Regions from separate parts of the Lathyrus oleraceus genome. Here region 1 is linked to region 2. The links are chromatin contacts, called in public Hi-C maps. All regions are on one chromosome and are shown on one strand. Each heading gives the region's core, a stretch centred on a gene start, on an enhancer-like site or on the middle of the called end of the contact. The rest is flanking DNA. Distances are from core to core; before and after follow the strand shown. Region 1 holds the start of LOC127126276 (zinc finger A20 and AN1 domain-containing stress-associated protein 8). Region 2 holds the start of LOC127126274 (DNA-directed RNA polymerases II, IV and V subunit 6A).

Region 1 (5,123 bases), core at 2,389-4,888, 430 kb after region 2:
TTGTATGGACGCAAATGTCAGACGCCTTTATGTTGGTACGAAGATGGCAAAAGCTCGACTATGGGACCCGACTTGATATAACAGACGACTGAGAAGGTCAAACTGATTTAGGAAAAAATGAAAACAGCTCAGAGTAGACAGAAGAGTTGTGTGAACCAACGAAGGAGAGTTTTGGAATTTCAAGAAGGTGATCATGTATTTTTTAGAGTGACGCATACGACTGGTGTGGGCAGAGCACTGAGATCCAAGAATCTAACTCTTAAATTCATTGGACCGTATCAAATCCTCAGACATGTAGGCCTCATAGCTTATCGAATTGCATTAGTTCTGAATTTGGCTAACCTGCACAATGTGTTTCATGTATCTCAACTAAGCAAGTATGTGGTTGATCCTTCACATGTCATCACACCTGACTATAATGTGTTTCATGTATCTCAACTAAGCAAGTATGTGGTTGGATATTTCATTGTTTCGGAGATTTAAATCATTAAAAATTAAAAGTTAAAATAATGTGTAATATCATGTTTACATATCTCTTACTATTTCATTAGTTTTTCTTTGTTATACTGTTACGTAATGAACTGGTTTACTACGCCTCAATCATTCACTTTTTCATTTATGTTAGTTTCCATAGTAGGCCGATGTTTATTTGTTGATTTAAATTTATAATAAATTAAGTTGGTTTTAATTGTCGAGTTGTATCCGTTAATTGAATACTTAATTACTCTTGTTGGATTTATCTCTTAGCAGCTACTATGAGTTTTATAAACAATTATAATTTATATATGCTAATTGTGAAAAGTATTGAAGTTAGAGGAAGAGCGTGAATATTATTCTTCTATCCCTTTTCAGACCACTAACCAAAGTTCCAGTTTTAAAAAAACAAATACTTACATTAAGAATTAAAAAAATGTAACTTTATTTAGTATATTGTTTTCAGTTCAGAAACAATAGATGTTGTTCTCAACATATCTTTGGAATAAAAAACAATGTTTAAACAAGATAATGCCTCTAGCCTCTAAAGCTGCAGTTTCACCTCAAAATTTCTAACACAAATCTGCACTCAATCTGATTGCTCTACTTATCTGTTACCTTGTTCATTCAATCGAAAAGAAAAATAAATAAAAAGCCTTACCAATAGCTTATGATTTATGTATGAGAATTAAGGGTGGCAATAAAATGACTTTGCCAAACCTGAGAATCAAAACCTAAGTCTCACCTCTAACATATAATAAGCTTATTCTTAGGCACGAGATCTGACATTTTAACTAAATAGACTTATAAAAAAACCTATGCCTTCTCTATTGAATGAAAAAGCCTGGCCTAACCTCGGTCGTGTAGACTAGGCCTACACATGTGTTAGTTGATCTGGCATATTCTCACCCATAGGGAGAAACAATATTAAGAGAACACAATAGCAAAATAACACACAACAAGCTATGAGAGAAAGAAAATAACTGCAGACGAAGCAAGAAACCGATACAAAATGAGCCAAAGTGTTCATCAAACCAGCACAAACATGGAATGGTTTTCCCTAAAATTGTCCTTGATTATCATGACAGATCATTTTGTGGACACTAAAGGATATTTAAAACCCAAGCAGTTTAATGCATACGAAGACTTGCAGATAAAAGATGAAGCATAGCTAGATTTTATCAAGCTTATCTGCCTTAATTACTGGGTTGGCTTCCGCTATGGCTTTCTGAGCAACAGTTCTATAATCAAAAGTGCATTCATGTTTATCAGAATAGCGATGCATTGCACAGAAGAGGTTGCCGCATTTGCAGCTGAAACCAGTTAATCCAACACGTTTCCGGCAAGTGGCACATCTGCTAGGACCAGTCTTGGCTTTCATCTCCACACTCTCACCAAAGACCGAATTATCTGGAACTTCGGGACATGCTGTATTGACCTCCACATTTCCAACTTGTACATCAACCGCGCCTGCAGTCACAGCTAGCTTTCCATTGCCATTCACAATGTTTTCAACTGATGTCGCAGCAAGTTTGTCCTGCTCCTGAGTTAACAATGTGTCCTTGTAGCACTTGGAACACATGTTCATGGTAGCTTCCCTTCCGAAGAAACCACAATTGTTAACGCAAAGAATAGGTCGTTCTGGTGCCTGGCATCCCATCTCATCGGGAGACTCCATTGCTCTATGACCACCTGCAAACAAGGCAACCCACCCGGCTTCTCAAGTCTCAAAAATATATTCATAGACAAGAAAAGCCAATTCCAAAAGTAACTAGATAGGCCCTCTGGTTCTACTTATAAGATTAAGTTGATTTTTTAGATTCACCGAATAATCAATGTATTTGAACCATGATACAGTTCAAATACATTTTTTATTCAATGAACCTAAAAAAGTAAATTTTCTCTTATAAATAAATAGGGCCGGAGGTATTACCACAAGAGTTCATTCAACAACAATACTCAATTACAAGCCCCTACACCTCTGAACAAATGCGTTTTTGGTGTCCAATACATGTCAGTGTCTGACACCGACGCATGAGACTACATTCATTTTATTTTTCAAATTATAACAGGTGTCATTGTGTCAGTGTTCATGTCATTGTGTCAGTCTTCATGTCATTGTGTCAGTGTTACGTCCGGTGCTTCGTGTCAGAGTTTCATAGATAACAAGCCATTTAGACATCAACAGCAAGATATCAGAAGAGTTCTTCTATCAATAACAATACCAAACTATGCATATATCATATCTAGGGTTTTAAAAAGCGGTTAGCAACCACAACTGAGGCCACTTAAGCCAAATTTAACTGCAAATCTCCGCCATGTTAAAGAGTAGCAAACATAACCGTAATTTAAATCCTTGATCAAGACATGCACAGTAATGTTGAAAACATTTGAAAAGAGAACTGATAGCATTTCTTCTCCATATGATCATTGAAGAAACATAAAGTGACACCGAATTTCAACCATTGCATAAACAACTAAACACAATCAAGCATTCCTTCAAACCCCAACAAATCCATCATCCTCTTCCAATGTATAATTAAATTCAACAAAAGTGAACAAATGATCACAATCTTCAATCACAAGAGTGACACACCAAAAATCAAAATTTTCAACACTCCCACAAACGAAACTGATTTCACTTCACTTAAACAAAGCCCAGAAACTATCCCAAAACCTCACACAAAAAAACAAATTTTAACACCAAAAAAGGGGAAAGATTAAACTTTTTAAATAAAAATTTAAAAACAGTTGGAGAAAGAGAAAGACATGATAAAATTACAAGCAATAATTATCAAAACATAAATTCCACACCTGGGTTCAACGATCGTGACAGTCTAGTTCTAATACTGTTCTCTGCAAGAAGAAGAAGATTATTATAAAATAAATAAACCCAGAAAAGAATAACATAGAGAGAGAGAGAGAAATTCTAACCTCAAAAGGAAGAGAGAACAGTATAATAACAACGATAATAATCGAAGAAAAGTAGAATATATATAATAATAATGATGAAAATAAAATGAAAGTACAGAGGTAGAGGAAAGAGAGGGGTTTGATTCGGTCGTGTGAAATGAAAAGGCTCCTCTCTCTCTATTTATTTTTCTCTTTTTTCGGCTATTTCAACTTCATTTTACCCAAAGTCGGTTGTGTTTTCTCTTTACCAATTATGCCCTTTTATTTACCTCATTTTTCATTTCTTAGATATATAAAAAATATATATTAGTTTATTTTTAATAGAATTAATTAGAATACACTATCATTTATTTAATTAAAATTAACCTTTTTTACACATAAACATCATAATTAAAAATAAAATAATATATTATAATTAAAATATTTTAATAATTATTTTTCTCTTCTTTCATGTTTATGTGTTAAAATTATTAATTTTAATTAAATGACAATATAAAATTTATTAATTCTCTGGTTTAAGTGACTTTTTTTTAATTAGAATTTATCAATTTTCTACTAACCTGAACTTGTATCCTATTTCGACTGTGTTTTACAAGTATTGCAAGAAAATTAAAGTTAAATACATTGAGTGGTCCTGGAATGCTCTATATGTCTGATAGTAGCAAATTCTACATAATGTATCTATCTACCTATGCATTCTTCACATGATGTGTCTAACAAATGTAAATTTCACTTTCTACATGAAGTATTTATACATATGTAAAATCCACTTTCTACACATATCACTCTTTGCTTTATGTGTTTATTACCATAAGGATAACATATCTTGATGAATTATGTTGATCATACTTTAATTTGTCAAAGTATAAATGTAAATGTCTTTCTTTAATAATTGGACAATTAAGATTTCTAATCATAAAATGATTATTTAGTTGTTAAAAGTATAATATGTGGTAATTTCTAATGGTTAAAAGTTATCAGAGATTTGTGGGATTATTATACTAGTATTTTTCAGGTAAAATTGAATGTATGTATGATTTGTTTATGTATAGTGGTGAGAAATTCAATATGTGTTTCTGTGAGAGAATTAAATTCATTTTTCAGTTCTAAGGTTGGGGTATTTATAGAGTTTTTAGAAGTTAGATAGAAGAGGAAGTCAATCTCACATCCTCCACCTTTCCCCCCTAATTCACTCAGTTAGGAGTGGTTCCCTTCCTGCTAATAAGGGGACTATTTTGACACCTCACATTTACTGTCTTTTGGATCATTGTGTGTGACACGTGTTTTCCCGCTAAATTGAGAGGGAAACATGGATTGGATAAGGTATTTTAGTCTAAGACCAACAAGGCGGCTTGGCCTTTCTTTAGGCTACCTCAAGCTCTTTTTTGGGCTATCTCGAGTCGCCTTTCTTTGGGATATCATCCAATCTCGAGGCAGTTAGTTTGTATCTCACTATCACGAAGTCTTCTTCTTATGGCCTAGTAATTATACCAATACATAATCCCTCAAGCACGATGGCTTTGGAAAAGGGCAGAGTGATTTAATTTGGAAATAAGGTAGTTCATTTTTGGACAAGACTTTAAGTTGAGTCCATCGGGTGAGACTTCAAGTCCCTCGAGAGAGACTTTAAGTTTAGTCTTTTGATAAGTGAATTTTGCATCATATTTTTAGCTTGTTTCTTTCCATTTTCTCATGTATTTTCATCATTTTAGTTTGGTTTTATGTGTTTTTGTGTT
Region 2 (5,735 bases), core at 328-2,827:
TTTCTATATTTCAAATGAGGGCATATGGTGTCACTGCCATATATTAGGAAATTTGACAAAAAGTAATCGTAATGAATAGGAAATGCAATGATATGACAGTGACGAAGGTATTGAATTGTAAAGAGAACAAAAAGATCAATTACCTCAAGTGGGTCAGTCTCCCCCTCCAACTCGACCATGACAGGTGCGTTCATACTGCACAACAGTAAAGACAAAGTTCATTTGTTTTAGATTTTATAGGATGAACTAAAGTCACTTTTTTCAAAATTGCCTTGGTTAGTTTTGCAGTTATAGCAACTTCCAACTGTAATAGAAATTCAGTTACAATTACAAAAACAAAACTCAATAGTATTAGAAGCTCTTGCACTACACAGTGGTAGAATGAAACAACCACGGAATTCAACTGTTGGCCATTTTCTTGTCCCCATCCTCACTTCTAGCCCAACAACCGCTCCAGTTCTATTGGTTAACAATATCTCCGCTCCTATCAGGGTATCCTATGCTCACTAACTGAAAACCCTCGCAAAATGGTGCAAACTCTATGCAGGATCCTACTCTCTATTGATAAGGTCATTGCATTATGTAACACTTACAAGGCCATAAATCATACTTTGTTGTCAATGAAGCTAACACCCATTGAAAGAGCACTGAGAAACGGTAAAAAGGGATACTCGGGTATATAATAGACACTATCACTCACAGTTCACTCTTAGTGAAGACAAACATAGCAGAACCACCATCTATTCTATGTTCCTTTGACCCAAGTCTTCACCAACATACCAACCCCTAGGGTTAGTTCTCTTAAAAGAAGCTTATAGTGTCAGCTAGATAGCTGGCAGTAATTCTAACAGTTATCCGTAACTGAACATTTTTCAGTTGTTAGTACAAATAACACTTCCACTCCTGTACTAATCAGACATAAAACAAAATAACTACAAAATTTCTTATTCTCATTTCATCTGAAAATCACAATCCTTTGACTTAACTTCACATTCCTTCAATTTCAAACACAGCACTACAAATATTCAATACACAAAACCCTAGGGTGACAAAATAAAGAAGCAAAACCTGATTTGAAGAGCGCGAGTACCGAGAATCCTAGCACGCTCATACTTAGTCATATATTTGGAAGTTCTTCGAGGACGCTCAACAGGTTGATCATCTTCCTTTTCCTCAGTTTCAATCGGTTCTCCTAAACCATCTATGTCATCGTTTTTGTTATCTGGATCCTCCTCCTCTGCGCCTTCCTCGATTTCAGGCTCCGCTGGCTCCTCTTCGTATCTGCATCATCATTCATGAGAAATCTTTCAATAATAATAATAATGATTTCAACAAACGAAGAAGAAAAGAGGATAAACCCTAATTATTTATGAGTGAGAGAGAGGGAAAGAGAAAAAACCCCATGTCGATATCTTCGTAGTCATCGTCGGCCATCGTGAATGGAAGAGAGGTGAGGAAGGTTGCGTCTGCTCTGCGTGCTAGCTAAAGAAGATTGCGCCCTAAAACCCCACAACCACACTCGATCAGACGGAAACCCTTCTACTTGTTATGGACTTTCTCTTATATTGGTTTTTTTTAATATTAAAGTGAATACCTATTTTGCCCCCATATAAAATTGGGCAACCCAAGTTAATCGTTCAAAAAATAAAAAGAGACCATTATTAAAAATGAATAACTTACACGTAACTATTGTTGAAAAAAAGTACTTTAAAAGTTATTTTTTCATTTTAGTAAAAAAATCAAAATTATCTCTAGAATTTAGAATTGTATAATTTTATGATTAAATTTAATTCAAAAATATATATTCGTGTATTTTACAAAGATGTATTTTTGAATCCTAATGAACCAAGAATATAAATGAAATAGATGTAGAAACAGAGATAAATTAACCTTGATAATTGTTATGACATAAATAAAAAACAAACATTACGTACATAATCGTTAACATAAATCAAACTATACATTTCATCGTTCAATAGAACGTTTCAACATCTTCAAAATATCTTTAGTGGATCTCGCAATTTTTGCATCCAACTCGATAGAACCTTTTGTTTTGAAATGGTGAAATGTACTCCACATAACCCTTAAATCTTCATTTGTCTTCAACTCAAACTTGTTGAATTGAATGTTTCCTTTATTGTCAATCGAGGGTGACTGGTACTTGAGTTTGACAACTTTTTGATTGTCTGGGTATTTTAGGAGATTATGCAGTATGAATTTCATATCTACAAGAAATGTGTACTCAGTGACCTTAAATTCAAGTGAGGCATTCGCGTCGTTGAAGTAGACAAAGAATGGCAGTAGCTGGTGAAAAGTCAATAAAGAATGGCAATAGCTACGTTGAAAATGCTAAGTGGACCTTAAAAATTCAATTTTTTCCTAGGGAAAATTCTAGAGATGTACTTCTGGATACACCTGTTAGCCTGAAAGTTCTAGCTGGTGAAAAGTCAACAAAGAATGGCAATAGCTACGTTGAAAATATTAAGTGTCAAAAGCTTCAACCTAAGGCTTCGACATACTAACCATGTTGATTAAATGGTTCAAATAACATATTAGATGAGTCGAGGCGAAAAATGGTTTGGAGGAGTCTCAGGAACAAATTCATAAGATTGTGATCACTCTCTCTTTCAAACATGTTTTATAACACCCACACATAATATACATCTAGAAAATATATTACATATAGTATAACTTGGTATTGATACACATAAGTGTCTATCGGCAAAATTATATATACATGTCCAAAAGAATAATATACAATATGGCACATGATATACAAAAGTTCCTAGACAAAAAACTAAAATCTATGTATAATATCCATATATGTACACAAGCTTTAGTAGGAGATCGTCACATCAAAAGCCTTTGAAACATCATCAGGAAAGCTTAACCTTGTCCTTCACCTGTACATAACCACCTGAACAATAATAATGGAGTGAGATGATAATCTCAGTGGGTTCTCTATCTTATGGATCCACTTGACTCTACAGGGATCTCTTATCGATTTTTAACTTAACATTCCACTTTGTACTCTACTTGTGCTCACTTACACAATAGAACAAAGACTTAAGCATTTAAGGGATGTTCACATTGTATATAAACATGTAACTTAAGTTCACATCACTCAATAAATCATTATTCGGAAGCCACGAAGCATTGTTCCCCGACCAGACCTACGTCTAAGGCAAGGCTCGATTCCTACATGTTAATATGATTCAACTTTCTTGTGGATTCTGGTTCTCCATGGGACTCAAACTCACTTCAAGAACCATCACTCGTGTGGGACTCGAACCCACTTAGAGTATCTTATACCATATGAGACTCGAACCCACTTATGCACCCACCTTTCTTCCGTGAGACTCAACCCATAGTTGGGACTCAAGCCTATTGTGAGGTACGAATCATTGGTGCCACATCCCCAATTCTATTTTACATAAGCACCACAATTGGGATGTGCACAATTAAGGGTAATTTCTAAATAGGTGACTAGTTCTCAACATCACCGTGATTGTACTCATCAATCACTAAGTGATCACATTCATCAAATTCTCATATCATCATAACATGTTCCATATAAAGCCTATTGATTCACAATTCAAGCGACTACTTGTCCATCGCACACACCGAGGTACCTTCATGTCCAAGCATCTCCATCTAAATCATGTTCATACCCTACATTATCCTTCTAATATTTTAACCTAATCAAGATCCTAGGTTAAAGCTCACTAATTCCTTATATTTTAATCAATTATTGTTAATCCAATGCATACATATCATGATATAAGTTATAAGACACCTATGATAGTTTAGAATCATCAAAGAGCTCATTTTTGGCAATACACAAAGCAACCTATTGATTTCCTAGGAGGACCAATTGATTAGTCTGAATATTTCATCAAAAATTTCTTTATAAACAACAGACCAATCAATTGTCATGAACCTTCTGTCTAAATTTTCATTAAAAATGCATAGGACCAATTGATTGGTCAGGGGGTGTCAATTGATTGACACCTACAATTTTTTCCAGATTTTCACACATTCATGGAACCAATCGATTGTTCATGGGAACCTCTGCATACCAATTGATTGGTTCATGCTTTTTCGTTAAAAACACCACTTCCAAACACATCTTCTCCCAACCTTAACCATTCTAATCCATATCGATGACTAACACAACTCTGATGATTATGAATCATAACTTCAAGAGCAAGACATATATGTAACCATGTTTATTCCTCATTCATACATCATATATTCAACATAGTAACAACAACAACATGGTAACAACAAAACATCCAACAACATAGAAATCACAAACAAGCTTGAAACAATCAATAAAACATGTATCAATATCAATTTCCATGATCATGACAATAATACTTAAACCCTAATTTCCATTTCATGTAAATCTTTTCCCCAAAATCTAAACTATCTATAACCGACCTTAAAAGATGAAGATGAATAGATATTTGAGAAAAGACAATGATGATGATGATGATCCAAGCTTTGATTCTACTTCCAAACTTTCTCCCATTTCCTTTCTTCTTCTCATATTTTCTCTTTTTTCTTTCTCTTTCTCTCCGTGTTTTTCTCTTCTTTTATCTTACTCTCCTCTTCTCTTACTAGCCAAGGAAGAATGTGTGGTTGGTAAGTTAAATGGAGGAAAATATCTTAAAGGAAATTTATCTTCTTTTTTATATTTTCCAACAAGGGTAGAGTTGGAAAGGAAAGATATAAGAAAATATCTTATGAAGTGATATTTCTCCTATACGGTAATTAACCATTCATTAATGTTATCAAATGTTCCTTTATTTTATAATTTAACAAAGGTCAATGAAATTGAATAAGAATTGAGCTTACTTGAGTTCACTAATTAATCTATTTGTCTCAACTGACAAGAAATAAAGCATATAGGAACTGAGTTGGTCTCAACTGATAATGAATAGAGTATTTAAGGGGATATGGGATATTACATGTTCATAATCTCAAGAGGTTTTACAAACCAACTCTTCGACCAGTGTCTAAGTCAACACGTTTACCAGGTGTTAAGGACATAGGATATTATTAAGTACAGAGACTATGTGATATGAAAATGTCTCAAGATTATGAAGATCGGTCAAGGGCTCTCGACATAGGCAAATAGGGTGTTCAAAAACAGTTACCAGCGTATTCATCACCATGATTTAAGTGATTTAAGTTATGTTATTGTAAGACCCCAATTTTGTCCCTAAGATCCCTCATGGCATCATATCATAACATTGCATTTGCCTCAAGGATCATTGTGCATCTTGCTTCCTTCCTTGTGGGTGGGTTATCTTTTTGAGAGTGGTTCTTGATCACCAAGCATGTTTTGCATTTGTATATCATTGCTTTTCTTTTTACCACTAACCAAAAGTACAAAAATATGTCATCTAACCCTTGTCTTGCAGATGAAGCAATCAACAGTCAAGACAGTCAAAGGCATTCATTGAGCAATAGATGGTGGCCATTCTTGAGAATTTGGACCCCACACTCATTATCAAGAGTTCATATGAGCTATGATGTTATTTTGAAGCAAAATCCCAAGTGGTAGAGGCTTGAATCTCATCAGAACAATTCCCAGTCAACTGAAGGCCTAGAAAGTCAACGGCCAAGTCAACTGTGGATTTGGAGGTGGGAAGTGATTAGAAATACTTCATTCATGTTCAAACAAGTCTCATTTGACATTTCAAACATCAACATTGAAGAAAATAAAG

What was found. Hi-C and Micro-C count contacts between places; a contact is called where the count stands out from the background.
Region 1: a contact with region 2 is called in a Hi-C map of leaf, with 6 times the contacts expected there. The contact joins the promoter of LOC127126276 here to the promoter of LOC127126274 in region 2. A contact is called at or near these places in 2 of 2 Hi-C or Micro-C datasets (both in leaf).

Annotation. Positions count from the first base shown.
Region 1 is chr3:200,573,138-200,578,260 of CAAS_Psat_ZW6_1.0, forward strand. It overlaps LOC127126276 (zinc finger A20 and AN1 domain-containing stress-associated protein 8), which reads right to left and starts at 3,639. Exons shown (of 3, transcript XM_051055174.1): 1 at 3,409-3,639; 2 at 3,289-3,330; 3 at 1,439-2,166. The coding sequence starts at 2,152. The coding sequence ends at 1,646.
Region 2 is chr3:200,147,257-200,152,991 of CAAS_Psat_ZW6_1.0, forward strand. It overlaps LOC127126274 (DNA-directed RNA polymerases II, IV and V subunit 6A), which reads right to left and starts at 1,578. Exons shown (of 5, transcript XM_051055171.1): 1 at 1,400-1,578; 2 at 1,069-1,281; 3 at 144-195. The coding sequence starts at 1,434.